7 separate regions of the Mus musculus genome follow, and regions 1, 2, 4, 5, 6 and 7 are each linked to region 3. The links are chromatin contacts, called in public HiCAR-type and promoter capture Hi-C maps. All regions are on one chromosome and are shown on one strand. Each heading gives the region's core, a stretch centred on a gene start, on an enhancer-like site or on the middle of the called end of the contact. The rest is flanking DNA. Distances are from core to core; before and after follow the strand shown.

Region 1 (2,700 bases), core at 38-2,537, 2.5 Mb after region 3:
TGGCGGCTTCTGGCTCTGGCGCGCGGGCCGCCGCGGGCACCGGCCGTGGTTTGTGCCAGCGGCGGTGCGAGGCCAGGTTGGCCGGGCAGCTGAAGACCTTGGCGCACTCTGGGCAGCGGTACTCCACGCGCACGATGCGCGAGCACTTGTGCTGCGCCAGCGCGAACGGGTCAGCGTACTCCTCCTTGCACAGCTGGCAGATGAACTCGCCCAGGGGTCGGGTCGCGCCCCCCGCGCGACCCCGCGGCGCCTCCACCGGGCCCTCCTTGATCTTGAGCCCCAGAACCGGCGACGTGGTCACCTCGTCCTCGAAGTGCAGCTTGCGGATGGCCTTCGGCTTTTTGGCGCTCGGGGCCTTGGCTGCCTTGGCGGGCGGCTCTGTAGCGACAGCGGCGGGGGGCGCCGGTCGCTTGCCCGGGGGCCGCAGGGCCGCGGCGGGGGACAGTGGAGGACCGGTCCCAGGACCCCGGGCCGCCTCGGCGCCGGCGGAGAACGCAGTGCCCATCTTGAGCTCGGCGGGAGCGAAGAGCAGCGCGTCTCCGCCGCAGGTGCCGCCGCCGCCGCCGCCAGCGCCGTTGGCGCCGCTGCCTCCCCCTGCGAGCAGCGCGGCGGGCGTGGGGAAGGACTCAGCGGACACCGGCGAGCCCAGGTTGAAGCTGCGCTCGAAGTACTTGTGCTTCTCGTGCTCGCGGCTCACCGGCCGCGTGGGACTGTAGAGAGGCGCCGGGTGCGCAGCCTCGGGGTTGCCGAAGTGCGCGGCCCGCGGGCCTGGCGGGGGTGGCGGCGGCGGGCCTGGCGCGCAGGCGAGCGCGGCGGCGAGCGCAGCATGGGCGCGCTCCGCGAGCGCCGGCGGCGGAGGTGGCGGCAGCGGCCCGGGGCTGGGCACCGGGGGCTCGGCGCGGGCGCCCCCGCAGCCGGGTGACAGCAGCAGCGCCCGGTCACTGTCCTCGCCGCCGCGGACCCGGTAGGACACGGGCGTGGACTTCTTGCTGCGCTTCACCAGAAACCCGCGGGGCATGTTGGCGCGGTGAAAAGGGCGACGCACTGGTTGGGTCCCACCTCCGTGCTCGGCCCTGGCGGCCCTCAGTGACCCCAGCCCATCGCCTGCACGCGGCGGCTTCGGGACTCCCGCAGTGCCCGCGGCTGCTGGCCCGGCTCTGCGCTCCGCACGCGCGTCCCTGTCCCCGGGCCCGGGCGCCGCTCCCTTTTAACGGGGGGAGGGGGCCATTGTTCTCGCCTCCCGCTTCCCCCAGAGCCAATCAGAGCGTCCGCAGCTCCTCCGCCGACGAGGGCGGGAGGGCGACGGAGCGGCAAAAAAGGGGCCGGGACTCGAGGGTCGCCCGGTAGGTGCGGCAGATGTACCTGAGGGCGCGGGGCCCCAGCGCGCGCCCCTCGGCCGCCCCGCCCCGCCCCGCCCCGCCGCGCCCGGCGCCGCCGCCCCGCCTGGCCCAGGCACACGCCCGGCCCCGCCTCCCTTCACGGTCTGCTGCTCCTCTATGGGGAGGCGCACGTGCCTGGGCTTTGTGTGTCTCCTCCGGGGGGCGCGGAGCCGCCAAATGGGCCCGTCCATCAGCACGACAATGTGCGCCCCCCTCCCGCGCGAGGATTACCCGCGGGTCGCGAGCTAAATAGCAACAAAGGAGAAGAATGGCCCCAAATATGTCAGGAGGGTTCAATCCGCGAGCCGGAGCCCAGGGGGAAATTGGGCGCGCTGATGGGGTGGGGGCAGGGGCGACCCGAGGGCCGCGGCTGCTGCGGGAGAAGGGCGCGGGAGCTCCGCGCGTCGTATGGAAAATCATCGGCAAGGGGAACGCGCAACTCAACTCCGGACAGCCAGTGGCCCGACCGTGCTCTGGCCGCGGGAACCCGGGCTTCAGAGAGTAAACACGTTGAGCCAGCGGGCTTCGGCGGAGCGCCGGGTCTGGGCTCACGGGCTCAACCTGCCGGCGGGCCTCGAAAGCTTCTCTCGAGTTGGAGAAACTGTTGGCATAGCACGTTTTCGATCGCCCTCGGATGCGAGGCTGCATCCCTGGCCTGCTGGCTGGCTTCCAAAAGGAACTTGAATATCTGAAGTTACGTTCCTTTCCCTAATATGCCTGAAGCCGGAGGATTGGCATCTTTGCCAGGGTCGGACCCAGGCTTCAGGAGCCTCCTCGCTGTCCAGGGCGTAGGCAACGCCTGTGGAGTTGACCCAAGTGGGCCACGCACGGTGAAGTTGGTTTTCACCCTCTGCGCAGCCTCATGCATTTTCATTCTGAGCGGGCATTTTGTCTGTGGGTTGACATCAGATGCTAAATCAAGGGCTCCAATCAAGGCGCTGCGGAATAAAGCAACCGCCTGTCTGGGCGCGGGGGCCCCCCCCCCCCGGAGTCGTGCCCCCTTCACCTTTGTGAAGGAAATTAACCTCCCGCTATTGAGCGCGGGTCGCGGCCAATCTGGACGCAAAAGAGACGCGTGCTGCCGGGGGTGTGGGGAGGTGGGGGTGGCCAATCTGTCCTCAGAGGGAGCCTGCAGCCTGAGAGGACCAGCCGCTTCCTCCCGTGCCACTGGCAAGAGACAACAACGAAGGACACCCCTGGTACACACACGCCACACTAGACGCCAGATTTGGACCCAGACCCGGCAACTTGTCTAGGGATCTCTTCCCTGCTAATGGCTGAGAAAACACAGAAGGTTCTTTTCTTGGGGAAAGAAGTAGAT
Region 2 (2,840 bases), core at 99-2,598, 2.4 Mb before region 3:
ACTGGCTGAAGTCAGCCTTTACCTTACATAGTTTTGGCGGTTTGGGCCTGACTGGCTGGAGGCCCAGCCATTTTTTCACAATTTGTATATATTACCCAGGTAGGGTACAGTTCACTATGAACAGAAGCCACTTGGAGCCAGTATCATTCAAGTATAGACAAAGATCTTAGTTGAAGTTAATTCAAGCCAGATGTGGTGGTACTTGGGAGAACTAGCACTTGGGAGACAGAGGGAGGCAAATCACTCTGAATTTGAGGCCAGCATGGTCTACACAGCTAGCTCCAGGCCAATCAGTTACTCAATGTGACACTGTCTCAAAACAAACAAACAAACAACAAAAACTGAAACTATAGACAATTAAATTTAATCAATTCTCACATGTTATGAAATACTTTCTCATTTTCTCTGAATAACTTACAATGTAAGAACCAATCCTAATTCGAAAGCTCAGAACCAGGTCTGTGGCATTGGCTGACCCAATAAGTTCCAGGTTAGTGAAAGTGACTCCAAATTTCATCAATAAAAAAGGATTAGAGGTTGATTTCAACCAACAGAAGGCAAACCTTGTTACTTATCTTGTGGGGTTCTTAACAGACAGTCTCGGTTCCTTGCTAGAAATTACAGAAAACCATGCAATTAATAGGCACACAAGACTTGGGCTGCAGAGTTTCAGAAAAATGAGTAAAGATGGAGGGAAAGGAGCTGGAGAAATGGTTCACTGGTTAAGAACTCATACTGCTCTTGTAGAGGACCCAAGTTCCCAGCACCCACAGTGGGCAGCTCACAGCCGCCGCAACTGCAGCTCCAGGACGACCTCGTCTGTCCTCTGCAGGCACTCACGTACACAGAAACACAAATACACATTTTTAAGAACAACCATTCGGCAGACACTGCAGAGACTCCCATTTCTCTTCAGTTCTTCTAAGCATCTTTCAAAGGATGTTCAGATGAAGGCTCTAGTTCCTACAAGGCTGTGGGCAAGAAGTGAAGCGCTAAAGTCACCGGGCAGCTAGGTTCCGAGGTTGGTGGGCACACTCTCCTGCCCCATCTCCTGATGGAGACTGTGCGGTCACCATAGAAAGACAGGCCAGCCAAGGGTCTGGAGAGTTTCTCCAGTACGGCTCGGATGTCCTTCTCAGCCCTAAGCAAGCCCACCAAGCCATTAACGGAGAGGACCATCCACCCACACACAGCAGTAAGCCTTGATAACACTCATCCACCTCTCGTGCACGCGCACCCTATAAAATTTAGTGTCCGAATCTCGCGCGATCTTGCCACGGAGACCCCGGAGCTTTGGAAGGGTCAGGTGACCTCCGAGACTCCGCCCAGGTGTTCCTGACCGCCTTGCGCATGCGCGGCGCGGCAGAAGCGGCTCGCGCGCTGCTTGGGTTGCCGAGGCTATGGGGCTGAGTCGGGTCCGCGCGGTCTTCTTTGACCTGGACAACACACTCATCGACACGGCCGGGGCGAGCAGGAGAGGCATGTTGGAGGTAACGTCCCCGCGCCGTCGCCCTCCCCTGCCGGGCCAGCACTCCGCTCCGCACCCTCAGTCCCCCCGCTGCGTGCCCGTGGAGCTTCTTTCCCGCGCGTGGGGCCGGGTGCTGGACTCTGAACTGCCACGACTGCAGAGTCGCCGCCACCTGCGGTCACCCGGGCTCGGACGGCGCGGGACGAGACCCCTCGCCCTCCTCTTGCTGCAGCCCCGCGCGAGATGGGCTGCGGTGGGTTTTGGGGAAGAGGCTCAGACAAGGCTTTGGCCCAGGAAGTTATATAACTCTGAGAGGCGGGCCTGGACTTAACCTACATCATAGCATTTTTTTTTTCCCTGCAGGCCTCCCTGTGGCCTTCCGGGCTTTCTGGTGCTGAGACCCTCGGCACATAAAATGCTGAGGGGGCAGTCTTTTAGTGAGGCATTGCTGATCTGCACCCTCCTAGCTATAGCTACAGATGCTGTCGGACATCTTCCTTTTCCAGTCCTGCTCTTAACCCACCCCTACTTTCCATCCCCTGCCTTCAGCTTCAAGGAGAAACCGAAGGAGTATCAGATGTGGAAAGCCCACTTACAAAAAAATGCCTGCCCTTTCAATACTAAGGGTCTTATGCGTCTTCAGGTAGTTTTTTGTTTATCTGGATCTTAAACCTTCCACATTTCTTGCTGCATTGCACCCACAGTTTGTTCGTGTCGGTCTTTAAAATTTTTTAACCCTACATCTCTCTTGGACTGTGCTTTTCTGCACAGCTATGTTTTAAGGAAAATTGCCACCCGTTGTCTCCATCAGGGCTCTCTTCTCTGTATTTCCAAATCCACTCACTGGGACGTAGCTTCTGTCTCTGCCACAAGAATACAATAGGCTTGCCAAGTGGTTAGGTGGCTCCCAAAGTGCCAACGTCACTAGGTATTTTGAATTGGGGTGTGCATGTGCGTGTGCGTGTGCGTGTGTGTGTGTTATTTTCTTGGTTCTGAGGTTTGAGCCTACCTCCTCGCCATCCGAGACAGGTTCTCCCCTGAGCTACTTCTCCCCACACTTGGAATCAGTCTTAACTGAAGATTTCCACGCTGTCGATTGCCCCGTGCATTGTGACACCCTCACACGTTACATACTTCCGTGTGTTCTGCCTCCATTATCTCAGACTGCAGACAGGGCACACTCAACAGGTGCTCTTATCCAGCTGAGGCCCGTGTTTTGAGACTCAGGTTTTGTGTTAGGCTGGTTCTTGTTAAGTAGGTCTATTAAACCTCACATTTGAATCACAATTCTCCCAGTACTCGGTGCCTCAGCAGACCCCCTGTCTATGCCTAGCCTCAGATCCTCGTAAATTTGAGCATTAGTCTGCATAAC
Region 3 (2,792 bases), core at 275-2,774:
TAACTATTTCCACTTAAAAGAACCTAGTACTGATCAATATTACTGAAAATAGGACACAAGTAATTTATATTATTTGCCAATTTCCAGAAACAGGGTCTCTACAGAGTAAGCTTAAAACTTTAAGCTGTGAACACATGCTTTTTCATTTCAAGAGCCTTTATTATTTTATTGAGACACGTTCTCTCTATGTATTTCTGCCACTTCTATGTAGACCACACTGGCTTTGAACTCATGACATCCGCCTCTGCCTTTTGTGCTGGGAATAAAGGTGTGCACGACCATGCCTGGGCCAACATTTTTTTTTTTTTGGTTTTTCGAGACAGGGTTTCTCTGTGTAGCCCTGGCTGTCCCGGAACTCACTTTGTAGACCAGGCTGGCCTCGAACTCAGAAATCCGCCTGCCTCTGCCTCCCAAGTGCTGGGATTCAAGGCGTGCGCCACCATGCCCGGTTTCATTTTTTTAAGCTTATCAGTTTATGAACGATGGATTCCACACAGAGCAAGGAGGAAGCTGGCCCTATAGATGAATTCGGAGCCAGCTTGATACTGCTCTTGCCACTCTCTCACCAAGGTCCTCCGACTCAACAATCAATCTGAAGTGCTGTTTGCTTAGTAGTTTAGGTACATTCCCTCAATCATCATTGCACAAGTCACTGTAACAACTTTACAAAAAGAGTTACAAACTTACTTGCTTCATTCTACGGAAGCAAGGGAGTCAGAGCTATGCTTACTAAGTTCCAGGATTTTTTTGAAAGCAGTTCTATATGAAAACAGCTCTAGGGATGCTGGCTTAACAATGTTCTCCAAGGTAACCATATTTCTCTGTCCAACCACCTCATCCCCACTTCTTTAGGCCACAATGCTTCGCCCTAACATTGGTCACGCCCCCAAAGATGATCACCCCTATTTCTGGTCCTCAGCTACCCACAGAACCCGGTCATCTTTCTCTCTTAAGGAGAGAGCAGTACGACCGAAACATAGTAGAGTGAGAGTCAGAAAGATGCTCCACTCCCATGGTTCATACTGTAGTTTCCTGGAGTTGGACCTCAGAAACGGCAGCCGTGCCCCGGGCCTCATTTCCAGCTGGGAGTCGCTTCTTACATCCCCCGGCCCCAAACTGCTGCTCTCCTCCGGGTATGGCAAACTCACCGCCACGGTTCTGCACATAAAAAAGCCTGATGCCAGGTTGCAGAGACACCACGTGGAGGAAAGGACAACATCCATGTCTTATTGAGCCTAAGAAAAGGGAAGAGGTCCCTGGTGCCGCGGCGTTGCCAGACGGCCAGGCAGGAGCGCTCACTTACCTGCTCGATCTCGGTCAGCGCCGCCAAGGCGACTCGGTCCCGGGTTCCGCCCCGGTCGCGGTCCCGGGCCAGAAGAGTTTCTCTCCTGTTCTCCTCTTCCTCCCAGAGGCTCCGCCTGAGAAGCCGACGTCCAGGAGGCGAGGAACGGTTAAGCGCCGGTAGTGGCTTCCCGCGCGCCGCAAGCTGCAATGTGCGCAGGCGCTAGCATCCCGGTTCCCGTCGACTCCCGCCTCCCCGCGACGGGCAGCTACGCGAGCCAGTAGAAAACTTGGCTCCGCCCAGGTGTGGCGGCAAAGACAGTGTAGGTTCCGGGTTAGGCACTATCCTAGAAGATCCGGTTGAGGGAGCTCTGATTGGATGTTGTGGAGAGGGTGGAGTCAACGCGCTTAGCTGTGGAAGGCTTGGTTAATAAGAGATATCTGTCTTTGCTAGATCTGGCTCCCTTCTTCTGTGTGTGTTGGGATGATATCTTGTGGAGACTCGTGAAGCTTCAACGTGGAGCTTCACTGGTTGATGCTAACTAGGGAGACAACAGCATGGCTTCAATAAGGCTCTGGACTGAACCCAGCACATAGACACCCGTAGTGTAGGAACCCGGTGGAAGGCTAAATCTGAGAGTCTGTGGAAGTCCTTGTGGTCAAATATGGTCAAATATCTTAGCTGAGCGCACCCTTCCTAAGGTGAAGCTACTTAGAGTTGACAAGCAGATGAACTTATAAGAGAACAAATTTTAGTCTAGTGAGAACTGAGGTCGAAGAGGCGGGCAAGGGGACAATGGTAGTTGACTTTCTATGCAGTGCAAATTGAGTTTCCTGCTGGCTCCAGCTGCGGCGCAGTACCACCTCATTTAAGACACTGAATTTGTTTTAATCTGGAGCTGTCTAGATACCTAGCATAGAAATGGAGCCATTTCGCGTGGGAAATTGGGAAACTGCTTCGTGTATCAAAACCCAAAGAGCTAACTTTGCTGAGACCTGATTCTTTGCTTCATCTGCCCGGCTAGGAGAGCTGTTTGTAAGTGGCTTTGTTCAATTAAGTACTTTAATCTGTATTTTGTTACCAACCTCTCGGCTCCTTTTGCTCATGTTACTAAGGGAACATTTGTTTTTAGATTTAAGAAACGAGAATGGCTGTTCAATATAGGTCACTTCCCACTGGAGTTAAGTGAGTGAAAAGTTTTCATTATTGAAAGAATTAAGTTGGAGTCTGAGTTTCAAGGATGAATAAGTGCCTTTGGAGCAGTAGTTACACAAAAATATGTAGTAAACCTGGGGATAAAGTAGTGGTAGGTCCCAGGACTTTTCCTGAGGGAGAACTTGACCTTTATTCTTTCAGTAGCCCTTGAATTTGGGAGATTAGAGATGCCTCTGATTCTAAAGGACTGGCCACTGACACAGTTGAGCGTATTCGTCAAGGTTCTCTAGAGGATAGAATCTCTCTCTCTCTCTCTCTCTCTCTCTCTCTCTCTCTCTCCCTCTCCCCTTCCTCT
Region 4 (2,786 bases), core at 65-2,564, 2.8 Mb after region 3:
AACCATCTCCAGCTCCATGGGACCAATTTTTTAACAACCACCAGGGCCAGTCTCCACCTACTCCACGTCAGGGTTCTGTGTGTGCAATCCCTTCCCTCACCCAGAAACTGAGGACATCAGCACATGACAGAATTTGTGAAGATTTAAGGGCCTATTATTACATGAGCGCCTGCCACAAGTACTAAAATGCACAGAGGATTCAACACAAGCGGGACCTAACCGAAATCTCACAAGATCGGATCTGAACCAATTAAACACGATAATTAAACCTGGCTTCACCTGAAGCAAAGGCCTACCCTGCTTCACACTCCATTTTCCTGCAGCCTTCTCCAGAGTTTCCTCCTTGCCAAATTTCCTTCATCAAGGTTCATCCCCTCTTTGAAATGTCCATCATCCCAGAGTTTCTTCCCTTCTGTTACCTAAACCTTCCGGTCCATACTTCTTACTACGTTATATCAAGCAAATAACCGAGGTCATGTGTCTACAGGAGTTCGCGGTGAAATGCTGAGCTTTTTAAATGGTCATAATTTGGATTCCAAACTAAATTTTTTTTTCTTTTTAAAAAGCGAGAAGGGGAGAACGGCAAATCACGGGTTTTTAAATTTTGGACTGAAAAGAAACCACACAGCACCGGGGAGTCTTCAGTACATTGGATCCCCAACCAAAAAAAAAAAAATGTAGTCTAGCTGGGTGTGGTGGGGCATGCCTTTAATCCCAGCACTAGTAAGACAGGAAGACATATCTGTGAGGTTTAGGCCAGCCTCGTCTACAGAGAGTTCCTGGAGCCCAGGGATACGAAATGAACCCTGTCTTTTTTTTTTTTTTTTTTTTTTTTTTAAGAGAAAAAGAAAAAAACCCAAGGCAGTCTACTTTGGGCGCTCCGCTACTGTAACTACCAAGCACAAACCACAACTTGCTGAGAGGGCCCGGAGCATCGCAAGGTTACTTCACTGGGATACAATTTAACCAGGACCGCGCTCCTTCCCCGCCCTCCCTCCGCAGTGAGGCCGCCTCAGGGAGCGGGCGCGGGGTGTCCAGCCCGGCTCCGCATCATCCCGGGCGCACCGGGAGCGCCGCGCCTCGGCCAAGGTCACCGGTCAGCGCGCCCGCGCAGCGTCCACCCGGCCCACGGCCCCGCGAGGCTGACCCCGTCCCGCGCCGCGAAGACAGAGGCCGGCCGTGCCTCACTCACATGTTGTTGAAGCGGAACAGGTCGTCGCAGGTGAAGGCCCGGAGCGTGGTCATTGCGCCGCCGCCAGCCTCCAACCCGCTCGGCGCGACCCCGCGCCCGCACTACCGGAAGTACTCGCGCCCGCGGCCGCCATGGGGTGGGACAAAGAACTACTTCCGGACCAGAGGTTGCTGGGCAACAAGAGTAGCGTCGTAGCTCTCTCTGGCGGCTGAAATCAGCAATTGCCTTAATGATCCGCGCCCCGCAGACCCTTTCCAAAAAGTAGGCAGAGTAGTAACAAGGAGAAAGAAGCTGGAGTCAGAGAGCCAAATCGTAAAAGCAAGCTTCAAAACTACAAAGATGCTTCACAGGGTGAGTTAGGAAGTGATCCCTAAAAGGATGGCTCAGGGCCTCTTCTCTCAACCACTGTCATGAACCAGGGATGTGACCTTAAATTTTCTAGCACATTAAAATTATTTAGAAGAAAGGAAGGAAAGAAGGAAGGAAAGGAGGGAGAGAGGGAGGGAGAGAAAGAGAGAGAGAGGAAGAAAAAGAAAGGAAGGAAGGAAGAACAGAAAGAAAGAAAGAAAGAAAGAAAGAGAGAGAGAGAGAGAGAGAGAGAAAGAGAAAGAAAGAAAGAAAGAAAGAAAGAAAGAAAGAAAGAAAGATTATCTGTATAAAAAATGTGAATATCTTATCTTATTTTGGCAATAAGACTTTGAAATCTGGTCCATATATTTGCAGTTTATTTTAATCCGAGAGAAAAATGATCAGAACTATTTGTTTTCGATGCTGATTTTAATAAATGTGTGATTAAAGAGCAGATCAAGCCAGGAATAGTGCCTTACACCTGTAATCCCAGTAGTAAGGAGACAGAGACAAGAGGCTGTTAGTGAGCCTCGAAAACCCTGGTCTATATAGTGAGTTCCAGGCCAGTCAAGGACACATAGTGTGACCGTCTCAAATACATGCATACAAGATGATAGAGCTATCAAAGTAATCCAAACATGTTTCCAAATAACCAAATGAAACATTATCTCATGTCTAAGTTGAAAGTTAACCATTAGGAATTACATTCTTTCATCTGGCCTGCTACATTTTAAGCACCAGCCCAGCGTCTCCACGGCATAGACCCAGTGACTGAGGAGACTATGTACTGTCGGGCTGTGAAGCTGCCTTCCCCTCTTCTCCTTACCAGCAGTTGGGGTGGTCCTGGAGAACATGCTGCTGAGCTCAAACCAATCCAACTCAGCGAGATGCCTACATTACAGCAGACTCACATCCCCAACTCCTTTGGGACTCAGTTGCTCCGCAGGTGTCTTGGGAATTCCTTGGCCAAACCTGAGGGCCAGGTGTGGTGGAGAAGAAAGCAAATGGTTGAAAGAGCAGGTAGTCCCAGTGGCTCCTCGCCAAGCTTTGTCTCTAAGCCTGATGAAGTAAATTATACAATGAATAATTGTAAACATGGGTATGACAGGCCCGAAAGTATATATATAACTGCTACTATGGTAGAAAGGTGGAGTTTGACACCATGAGTTCAGCTTCTACCCTCTATTCACTTACTTTGGCAAAATATGCCATGAAATGAACAGTAAAATATATTTTTGAGGGAAGT
Region 5 (2,851 bases), core at 294-2,793, 3.0 Mb before region 3:
GAAGCCAGGCAGGGCCACACTAGTGTAGTGAATCAGGGAGTGAGCTCCAGCCAGGCTCATTGAGAGACCTTGTCTCAAAAACGAAAGTGGTGAGTGGTTTTAAAAAGGACCTCTGGTGTACATACATATACCCACCCATCCACACAACCTCTGGTGTGCACACACACCCACACACATACAAGCTCCGGGGTACACACCTACACCCACACAAACACACGTTTATGTGTACATACAGCAAGAACAAGCGACTGAAGGAAGAGGAGGTCGGTGCGCTCTGTAGGTTGACTGGAAAAGGTCTATTACTTTTCTCAGGACCTTGACCAAATCTCTGACAGAAGGAAACTTTAAAAGGGAAGGACTATTTTGGCTGTAGTTTGAGGGAAATATAGTTTATCATGTCAGAGGAGACATGGCAGAAAGCTTATGGTCGCGTTGTGTCCTCAGTCAGGAAGCAAAGCGATGAATGTTCCTACGCAATGAGTTTTCTCTTTTCACCCTATCCAGTCCGGGCCCTAGCTCACGTCCAAAGTGGGCCTTTCTTCTTTCCTTAGGGAAATCTCTTTGCAAACACCCTCACAGACATATTCAAACATATGTTTCCGAGTCGACTGTAAATTCAGTCAAGTTGACAATGGCAGATGACCTCCCTGAGATAGCAGTGTCTGAGCAGAGACTTTGAGGAGTCCAAGGAGCAAACTGGACGTCTCGGTTGTTCCAAACCCATGAACTAGCAAATAAAAGCTGGGGGTAGAGGCCCAGCAAGGAAGAATTTAAGAGCAAAAGAGCAAAATGAGTGGCGGGCAAAGTCATGTGAGAGGACACCAGCGAGTTGAGCTAGAATAAGAGCAAGACAGCAAGGTGAAAACTTCCCAGAAGGTAGTGAGCAAAGGCCCAGCTGACCAGAAAGGGCTGCTTCAAGAAGGGAGCCCCTTCCTACTGCACCCAGTGGGGCAGGCAAGAAACCAGGCCAGCAAGTTAACTTATGGCGGCCAGAAATGGGAGCGCTAGAAATCCAGCTTCCTGGACTTTGTGGTCCCTTGAGCCCTTTGATGTCAGGTAAAAGGCAGGAGACAAACCCACAATAAGGATTAATTCGCTTTTTATTGCCCAACTTTCCAGCTTACTGTTTTAATACTGCAAAGGATAACATTTCTTAAATACCTTCGGGATTTTAAGATTTTTTTTTTTTTTTTAAGGCAAGAGCTGTTCGCATTAAATAACTCCTGACATTCACAAATTGGTTTAGGGGGTCAAAAATGTTTCTAAAGGCGTCCAGATAATACTACTACTTAATGTGTGCCAAGGGGTGAGATACTGAGGCCCAGAAGCTGAAGGGATAGATACCCTTTGAAGTCCTTCCCATCCCCCACCTCTGAGCAACAGCTAGTTGGAGGTAATAAAGGACCCCATGCATGCTTGTTGATGTCTTGGCTCCAGGGCTCTCAGAGCGAAACCAACTATCTCTTTAAGAAGGAAAGTGAAGACGGGAGGCTTACGCAGCTGCCGGCGAGCTGCCGACTGGCTCATCCCCCTCCATCCACCTCTCCTTCCCCGCCCTCCACCTCTCCCTCCCCGCAGCCCCAGCCCCAGCAAGCACCCGCTAGCCACCTTCAGCTGGGGCTCGGGAGAGCAATCCGGCTGCCCTCCTGGGGGCAGCCCAAACCATGGAAGCCTTCGCAGGTGATGACAAGGACCCCGGGGACCTCCGGGCCCACCGCCCAGCCTCACCCGCCGCACCCAGGAGTGCAACTGCGGGGGTGCGGGGCGCCGGCCAAGCACAGGAGCTGCCCTAGCCCGCGGCGGGCAGCGTGTCCTCCGAGCTTGCGGGCTGCGGCCACCGGCGCTCACCCGCCTCTGTCTCTCTCTTCCCCACCGCCGCAGGTTGCTGATCACCGCCAGGCGGCTGCTGCAGCGACTGCAGAGGCGCTGCGCCAAGCGGCGCGGGAGTCGTGCGAGCCGGCCGGACTGCGGAGGGCGAGTGGACCCAGGTGAGGAGGCCACGGCGGAGCGGGAGGGGGCCTCCGTGGCTCCGCGGCCGCCAGGGTCAGTTTGAGACCGCTTGCGGTGGCGCGATCCCGCAGAGGTACCAGGCGAGGAGGGGATTAACGTGACTCATCCCTAGCCTCCCTCCATTCCCCCACATCCTCGTAAGCACCCCTCTCCCTAGCGTGAAATTTACTAATTAATTAGAGGATGCTGTTTTCAGTAGGGAAGACGCCCAAGGTCTTTGACATCTAGTAGATGGGTTTTAGGGAACTAACCCCTCGCCCTTCTTGTTTGTTTTTCTCTTCTGGCATTCTGCAAACATGTGAGCTTCTCTTTGGAACCGCACAGCACACCCACCACAAGGTCAAGTGCCTGTGACTGCCTTCCTATCTTGCCCACTGATAAACATCAGAGCCTTACAGTAGATCTGGCAGAATTTCCCATGATCCCTAGAGTGAGAAATTTGCCTCAGTCTCCCTGGAGCTTCCAGGGTATCTGTTGTTTTCTCTTTCCACTCCCTAGCAGGGAGCCAGACGGCTTGCAACACCTGCCAGCCTCTAAACTCCCCACATTCCCTTGCTTCAACGCTGCAGGGGTGGCGAGGCTGGTCACATGCTGCTTGTTGCCTTGGCCTTCTCTGCCCACCTGGGGGTACTTGGGTGGGCTGGAGGAGTTTCCCAGAAAATGCTGGTCTCTGCAAGTCAAGGGGTGTAAGGAAGTGAGATAGGCTGAGGTTCTGGGCCTTAACTTGCTGGTTGGCTCCAAGTAGCCATCTTACTATTTTCTGGGGTGTGGGTGTCTGTTTGCTTGTCTGTTCAGTGCAGAGGCTGGGCTAGATGATCCGTACAATTTTAATATATCACTT
Region 6 (2,700 bases), core at 23-2,522, 2.9 Mb before region 3:
ACCTGAGGTCCACTCCCCTAGAGAGTATAAAGATAAAAATTTAAAAATTGCTCCTATTCTTAAGTTGTAGATTAAAAAAAACAACAACAACAACCAAGCACAGGTACTAGACGTTGTTGCATGCTTTCTGTGTCTATTGAGAGGATATCATGCCATTTCCCCTGAGGAAACATTAGCATGGTATGTTAGTTACACTGGCAGACCTTGTGTTCAATCACCCTTTCTGTGAGAAAGTCACAGTGCTAATCCTTTTGATAAGTTGCTAGACTTGCTTTCCAGACTTTTTTGTTTGTTTTATTTTTTTGAGACAGGGTTTCTCTGTATAGCTCTGGCTGTCCTGGAACTCAATTTGTAGACCAGGCTGGCCTTGAACTCAGAAATCCACCTGCCTTTGCCTCCGGAGTGCTGGGATTAAAGGCGTGCGCCACCACGCCCCGTACTTTCCAGATATTTTGTGGAGAAATTTTGGAATCTATGTTTGTGAGGGATATTGGCCTGTTTCTGGGCACTTACCTATTGTCTGGTTTGGACATCACTATATTAGTCTCATACAAAGTGCTAGGAATTATTATTATTAATTCTTTTCTCTATTTGAAAATTATTTTTGCTGAGTTGTAGAGTTTTGTTTTTGTTTTTGTTTTTTTTTTACATCTTTTGGCTACTGTGTCCTTGAATCAGACTTGATTTGCAAATGTTTTCTCATATTCTATAACTTCAATTTTCTTTTTAAGTTTTTAAAAAATCATTATGTGTATGGGTGATTTGCCTTCATGAATGTCTGTGCACCACCTGTATAACTAGTGTCTATGGGGGCCAGGAGAGGGTATCAGATCTCCTGGAGTTAGAGTTACAGTTGTGAGCTGCTATGTGGATGCTGGGAATTGAGCCCAGATCCTTGGGAAGCGCAGCCAGTTTTCTCAGCCACTAAGCCAGTTGCTAAGTAGCCAGTAGCCCTTGGTTTTCTTTTTAAAGTCCTTCACACAAACATTTTAAATCTTATGTTTGCTTTGTATATTCCTTCTGTTGCTCATGCCTTTGGTGTCATAGGCAGTCTATTTCCCGCCCCCTCAAGTTCATACATTTTTCTGTGTTCTCCAACTTCTAAGTATAATATAGTTTTGGTCACATGGCTGTATATATAATACCTCACTTTTGTCCCCATTGTCAACCTGTGACGTTGGTATCTCCACTTTGCAGAAGAGAAGGCCAAAGGGCTGTGTGACTTGCCTAGATTCTTGAAGCTAAGGGGCAATGCTGAGATTATTGGCAGTCTGCCCCGAGTCCATTCCCATAGCTTCTTAAGAGCTAAGTGAGCAGAGCCCAGGAGCAAATGTCTCTCAGCTGGGAGTGATGACTGTTTTCTTTCAATCCTTTAGCTGTCTTACAGATTATATTTTATACGTGATGTGATGAGAAAATCTACTTTAATGTAGAGTTGTAGCAGCTGGATTTCCTAAAATTATATGATAGTTGATCATGAGTCTCTTTAAAGATAAATGTTTTAGAAAAACGTATTTAAAAGATGGCTCAGTGGGTAAAGATATCTACCACCAAGCCTAACTTGGTAAGTTCAGACGCTGTACCCAGAGACTGCAAGAGAACAGACTTCCCAAGTTGTACTTTGACCTTCACAAACAAGTCATGGCATGCATGTACCTGTGTGCATGTGTGTTCATGCACATGTGCACACAAGAAGTAATGTAATTCTAAAATTGAAATGTGAAAACGTACATTCTTATATGAGCCATTCTGTATGTCCGGACGGATAGCTAAACAAGAATGAGAACTGCAGTTTGGATCTTTGGCATCCATGTATATGCTGGTGGGCATGGCAGCCTGGCTGTAATCCTAGCACCTGGGAGGCAGATATAGGAGACTCCCAGAGGAAGTGTCCTACCTAGAAACTAGCCTAATCAGTGATCTGTGTTGAAGTGAGAGATCCCACATCAATATAGAAGGTAGGAAGCAACTAAGCTAGATACTTGATGTCAACCTTTACACACAACAGTCATTCACAAAAGAAGGTAAAACTGAAGGAAAGAAACAAGATAGATCCAGGAAGCAACATTTTAAAAGGAATACTATTTGCTCATATAGCTGATGAGTTATTTTTAGTTGTCAACTTTGACACAATCTAGAATTATCTGCGAAGACAGCAGTTTGGGTGACGGTCTAGACCAGTTGGCCTAGTTGCATGTCCGTGAGTAATTGTGAGAGGACCTACCCACTGTGGGTGACACCATTCCAGTGGCAGGCGCTCCTGAACTGTGTGAGAGTGGAGTAAGTGAGTTGTGTGCAAGCATGCACACACTCATTTGCTCTGTTCTGCTTCTTGACTATGGATGTGGTGTGAATAGTGTCTCTGGCTCATGCGGTTGTGCCTTCCTCACAAGGATGGACTGTAACCTGGAAATGTGAGCTAAAAGAAACCCTTTCTCCCTTAAGCTGCCTCTGTCAGAGTACATTTTTAGATTTTAAAATTTACTTTATGTGCATGAGTGCTCCTTCTACTTGTATATGTACCACATGCTTGCCTGGTAACTATGGAAACCAAAAGAGAACACTGGATCCACTGGAACTGAGTGCTGGGAATTAAACCTAGATCCCTGCAAGAGCACCCCGAGACCTTAACTACTGAGCCATCTCTCTAGTCCTTTGTTAGAGTATTTTTGTTACAGCAACAGAAAATCAAACTAAGAC
Region 7 (2,829 bases), core at 106-2,605, 2.4 Mb after region 3:
AGGGAAACCTGGGTCACCTGTAATCTCTTTCCTGCTGTGGCAGTTTGCAGAGCAACTGATTGGCTGTTTCAAGGGGGTAGCACAACTCAGAGAGGGTATGATAGGGCCCTGTGGTTGTCCATGGCTCTGTGGCCATTCACTGCTGCTTTCTTTCTGCATTCAGTGCAAGTTAGGCTTTGGTAGAAGAGAAGAGTGTAACCTCTCGGCTTTTATGAAATCTTGGTCGGTCACTGAGGACACAGTTCTCCTGGCCAGCTGTTCTGGCCATGTGGCCCTGAAAGCCCTGCCTGTAACCCATCCTGAAATCCCCAGAACATGTTGAGGAACTTTGGCTCCAAATGTCAGGCATTGATAGATGTTGTTTGGTTTTTTGGGTTTTTTCCCCCCAAAGCCTGGCAGTATATCCCTTGACAAAGCTGTATTGGTATGAACCCAGGCTTGTTAAGGAAGGAAGCAGCCTGGGTGTGCTGCCCTAGAAGAAAACTTCACTTCAAGACCAAATATCAGAGAAAAAAATTACTGCTCCCTGCTTCCTTGAGATACAGGTCACTGAGCTGAACAATAACAAAAAATTTCCTTGTCATCCAGACCTTTTTATATAACCACCCTACGTCCCTGTTTTGCTTCTACTATTTAGATTACAATTGTGAAATAGAACATTGACAAGCTACTCTGTTCTTATCGGTGTCCCACACTTTCTAGGCCATTCTATGAACAACAGTCATGTTGTTCATACCTTCGTAAATCCTTTACCTGGGGCCACTTGGTTTTTTTTGTGTAGTGACTGTATGCTGGCCCATGTTGAGCTGATGACACCCGAAGCAGACAGCCAGTGAAATTACTTAGTTATCTCTGCCTCTCCAGTCCTTCCCCAGGTGGCCGATGTTTCACTTCCTTAGAATAAACTTGATTAGGATCCAGTTTCATGTAAATTTTAACTAAAAGTAAAAATGTGAACAGTTAAGTATCAATCTGACTCTGTAATGTTTTTTTTTTTTTAATTCCCTTCTGATTAACTGGGGATTGGAAGTACTGCCAAAAAAAAAAATTGTCTTTGGGGGGCTTTTTGTTTTGTTTTGTTTTTTAGCAGTAGATCTAGCTTTGGGTCAAAAGAGTTCTTGTGTACAGTTCTCTTGGCTAATGATCAAACAGTTGGAACTGTGTGGCAGAGGCACATAGAAGACTGAAAAATATCATTGTCTCCCATAACTTAAAAAACAAAAAATGTGCCCACAGTAGGACTGTATATGGAAAGCGCCCTCTAATGGCTCAGCCCAGCCCTCCTGTGCCTTCCTGTAACCTCCACAGTGAGCTGAATCAGATCTGTCAAGCATGCTTCCGTCCCGTGGCCACTGCACGGCTGAATAGTGAGAGCCAACACACCTACCATCTGCCTCTTCCATCGCTCGCAGGGCCTGCTCCTCTGCCTAGAGCACAGTAAATGGGAAGCTTGCCACATGTTATGTTTACAGTTCCCAAGCCAGCTAAACATTCCAAAATGAAACTGTGGGCTGCTGATAGAAGTTCCTATAAGCATTTGAGCCAAGGGCTTTCATTCTCCTCCTCAGAGAACTTGTCTCAGGGAAAAGGTTCCCTTGCCATATGCAATGTGCCCATTAGGAGGAGTTCACCCCAAATCAAGCAGATGGTGGCTTTCTAGAATAAATGTCCACTTCAGTAGAACAATAGTCTCCGTTTCATTTGCTATCTCTACTCTGGAACTATCCATATTTGATGGAGAGAGTCAGTGTGCCTAAGAAAAAGTAGTTTTATGCCTTGTTCTGTCACAAGTGAAATTAGCTTTCATTGTTAGCTAACAGGTACATGAACATATGGTAATACTAGAGCCTCTCTTAGATATGTGAGCTTAATAGCATTCCTAGATTCTGCTCCTAATGTACACAGCTTCAAAAATGACCCTTCCCTTTAAAGTTCTAACAACCCAAGTTCTTTCTTCTCCAGTGGGATCCTGAGCTTTTCTTCCAGGACAGACCTTTGATTTCTTCTGCCCATCTCCCCTCACTGTAGGAAGGAAATCAAGCCATACCATGTGTTCTGTTTCACCATGCACAACCAATTATGCATGTGTCAGCATTTGCAGCCTTCCTGCCATGTGCCAGGCACCATCCTAACCACTCAGAATATAAATGTGAATAAGATATTCCAAGGGAGAGAGGACACTGTTTGCTTATGGACTAGGCTATGAAAGCCCATTACATTTGAGAATGACAGATGCTTCCATATGGCAGAGCGTAGGATAGGCACATGCAGAAACAGGCACACAGCAAAGACAGAGGCAGCGAGAGCCTGCACAGAGCTGTGGGAGGAGTTCTGTCTGGGAGAGAACAGGCAGGGCCTGGTCTGTAGCAGTGGCAAGGGGACAAGTTGGAACCTATGCAGGGGTTGGGCTGATCCAATGTATACCCATAGACAAAGTTCTGTGAAACTGTGAAAGAGTAGGTTTTGAAGGAAGAGGTAGCCATAGAGACATAAGAAAAGGGAAGCCCAAGGAGAGAGAGAGAGGAAACATTGCTTTCAGCAAACTGGCCACACAAGATGTATACTAGTAGTTGGCTTCGTCTATCACTGAGGCCAATAGTCTCAGGTCTATGCTGAAGGTGGTGGGTTTGTACTAGAGTTTGTATATAGAAGGAGAAAACTGGGTGTAAGAGGACTGAAAACTGAGTTACCAAAAAGGGAAAAGTTAAGACATATCTCCGAAAAGAAGGAAGACACTTGTGGGTGGGATCGAGTGCTTATGGATGGGAAATTAATGAGAGGGAACTAAACTGAAACAGACTGAATGGCAGGCACAAAGCGGCAGCTGGA

Evidence for each region. Promoter capture Hi-C pulls out the DNA fragments that hold promoters and counts their contacts. HiCAR-type assays count read pairs that join an accessible place to other places.
Region 1: a contact with region 3 is called in a promoter capture Hi-C map of pre-B cells, with 5 times the contacts expected there. The contact joins the promoter of Insm1 here to the promoter of Nxt1 in region 3. A contact is called at or near these places in 3 of 39 promoter capture datasets (cranial neural crest, pre-B cells and stem cell-derived epiblast-like cells) and 1 of 115 datasets of contacts at active chromatin or transcription factors (astrocytes).
Region 2: a contact with region 3 is called in a promoter capture Hi-C map of pre-B cells, with 4 times the contacts expected there. The contact joins the promoter of Nanp here to the promoter of Nxt1 in region 3. A contact is called at or near these places in 6 of 39 promoter capture datasets (the C10 cell line, cranial neural crest, hippocampal neurons and 2 more), 3 of 115 datasets of contacts at active chromatin or transcription factors (astrocytes, embryonic forebrain and embryonic stem cells) and 1 of 9 other capture datasets (liver).
Region 4: a promoter capture Hi-C map of pre-B cells shows a contact between it and region 3, with 3 times the contacts expected there. The contact joins the promoter of Naa20 here to the promoter of Nxt1 in region 3. A contact is called at or near these places in 4 of 39 promoter capture datasets (cranial neural crest, hippocampal neurons, liver and 1 more), 4 of 484 Hi-C or Micro-C datasets (CD4 T cells, CD8 T cells, the G1E-ER4 cell line and 1 more), 2 of 115 datasets of contacts at active chromatin or transcription factors (astrocytes and embryonic forebrain) and 1 of 9 other capture datasets (adipose tissue).
Region 5: a promoter capture Hi-C map of cranial neural crest shows a contact between it and region 3. The contact joins the promoter of Snph here to the promoter of Nxt1 in region 3.
Region 6: a HiCAR-type map of astrocytes shows a contact between it and region 3, with 6 times the contacts expected there. The contact joins the enhancer-like site here to the promoter of Nxt1 in region 3. A contact is called at or near these places in 8 of 39 promoter capture datasets (the HPC-7 cell line, cranial neural crest, hippocampal neurons and 4 more), 3 of 115 datasets of contacts at active chromatin or transcription factors (astrocytes, embryonic forebrain and epiblast stem cells) and 1 of 9 other capture datasets (pancreatic islet).
Region 7: a contact with region 3 is called in a promoter capture Hi-C map of liver, with 2.7 times the contacts expected there. The contact joins the enhancer-like site here to the promoter of Nxt1 in region 3. A contact is called at or near these places in 5 of 39 promoter capture datasets (the 3T3-L1 cell line, hippocampal neurons, liver and 2 more).

The regions. Positions count from the first base shown.
Region 1 is chr2:146,220,584-146,223,283 of GRCm38.p6, reverse strand. It overlaps Insm1 (insulinoma-associated 1), which reads right to left and starts at 1,287. Exons shown (of 1, transcript NM_016889.3): 1 at 1-1,287. The coding sequence starts at 1,018.
Region 2 is chr2:151,037,887-151,040,726 of GRCm38.p6, reverse strand. It overlaps Nanp (N-acetylneuraminic acid phosphatase), which reads left to right and starts at 1,348. Exons shown (of 2, transcript NM_026086.2): 1 at 1,348-1,490. The coding sequence starts at 1,401.
Region 3 is chr2:148,671,347-148,674,138 of GRCm38.p6, reverse strand. It overlaps Nxt1 (NTF2-related export protein 1), which reads right to left and starts at 1,524. Exons shown (of 2, transcript NM_019761.6): 1 at 1,304-1,524.
Region 4 is chr2:145,901,769-145,904,554 of GRCm38.p6, reverse strand. It overlaps Naa20 (N(alpha)-acetyltransferase 20, NatB catalytic subunit), which reads right to left and starts at 1,314. Exons shown (of 6, transcript NM_001141965.1): 1 at 1,193-1,314. The coding sequence starts at 1,245.
Region 5 is chr2:151,631,285-151,634,135 of GRCm38.p6, reverse strand. Snph (syntaphilin) reads left to right here and starts at 1,543. Exons shown (of 6, transcript NM_198214.3): 1 at 1,543-1,680; 2 at 1,882-1,988.
Region 6 is chr2:151,521,278-151,523,977 of GRCm38.p6, reverse strand. Gm52533 (a long non-coding RNA gene) reads right to left here. Exons shown (of 2, transcript XR_003953956.1): 2 at 1-17. Among named protein-coding and RNA genes, the nearest start is that of Gm52533, 4.1 kb to the right of the region's middle. Within about 2 kb of position 1,272, at least 2 of the 459 cell types and tissues checked have an H3K27ac peak or open chromatin away from gene starts, as enhancers often do. A contact at or near this core is called in astrocytes, where this site is marked.
Region 7 is chr2:146,309,042-146,311,870 of GRCm38.p6, reverse strand. The region is part of intron 38 of Ralgapa2 (Ral GTPase activating protein, alpha subunit 2 (catalytic)); the gene reads left to right. Among named protein-coding and RNA genes, the nearest start is that of A930019D19Rik, 51 kb to the right of the region's middle. Within about 2 kb of position 1,355, at least 41 of the 459 cell types and tissues checked have an H3K27ac peak or open chromatin away from gene starts, as enhancers often do. A contact at or near this core is called in liver, where this site is marked.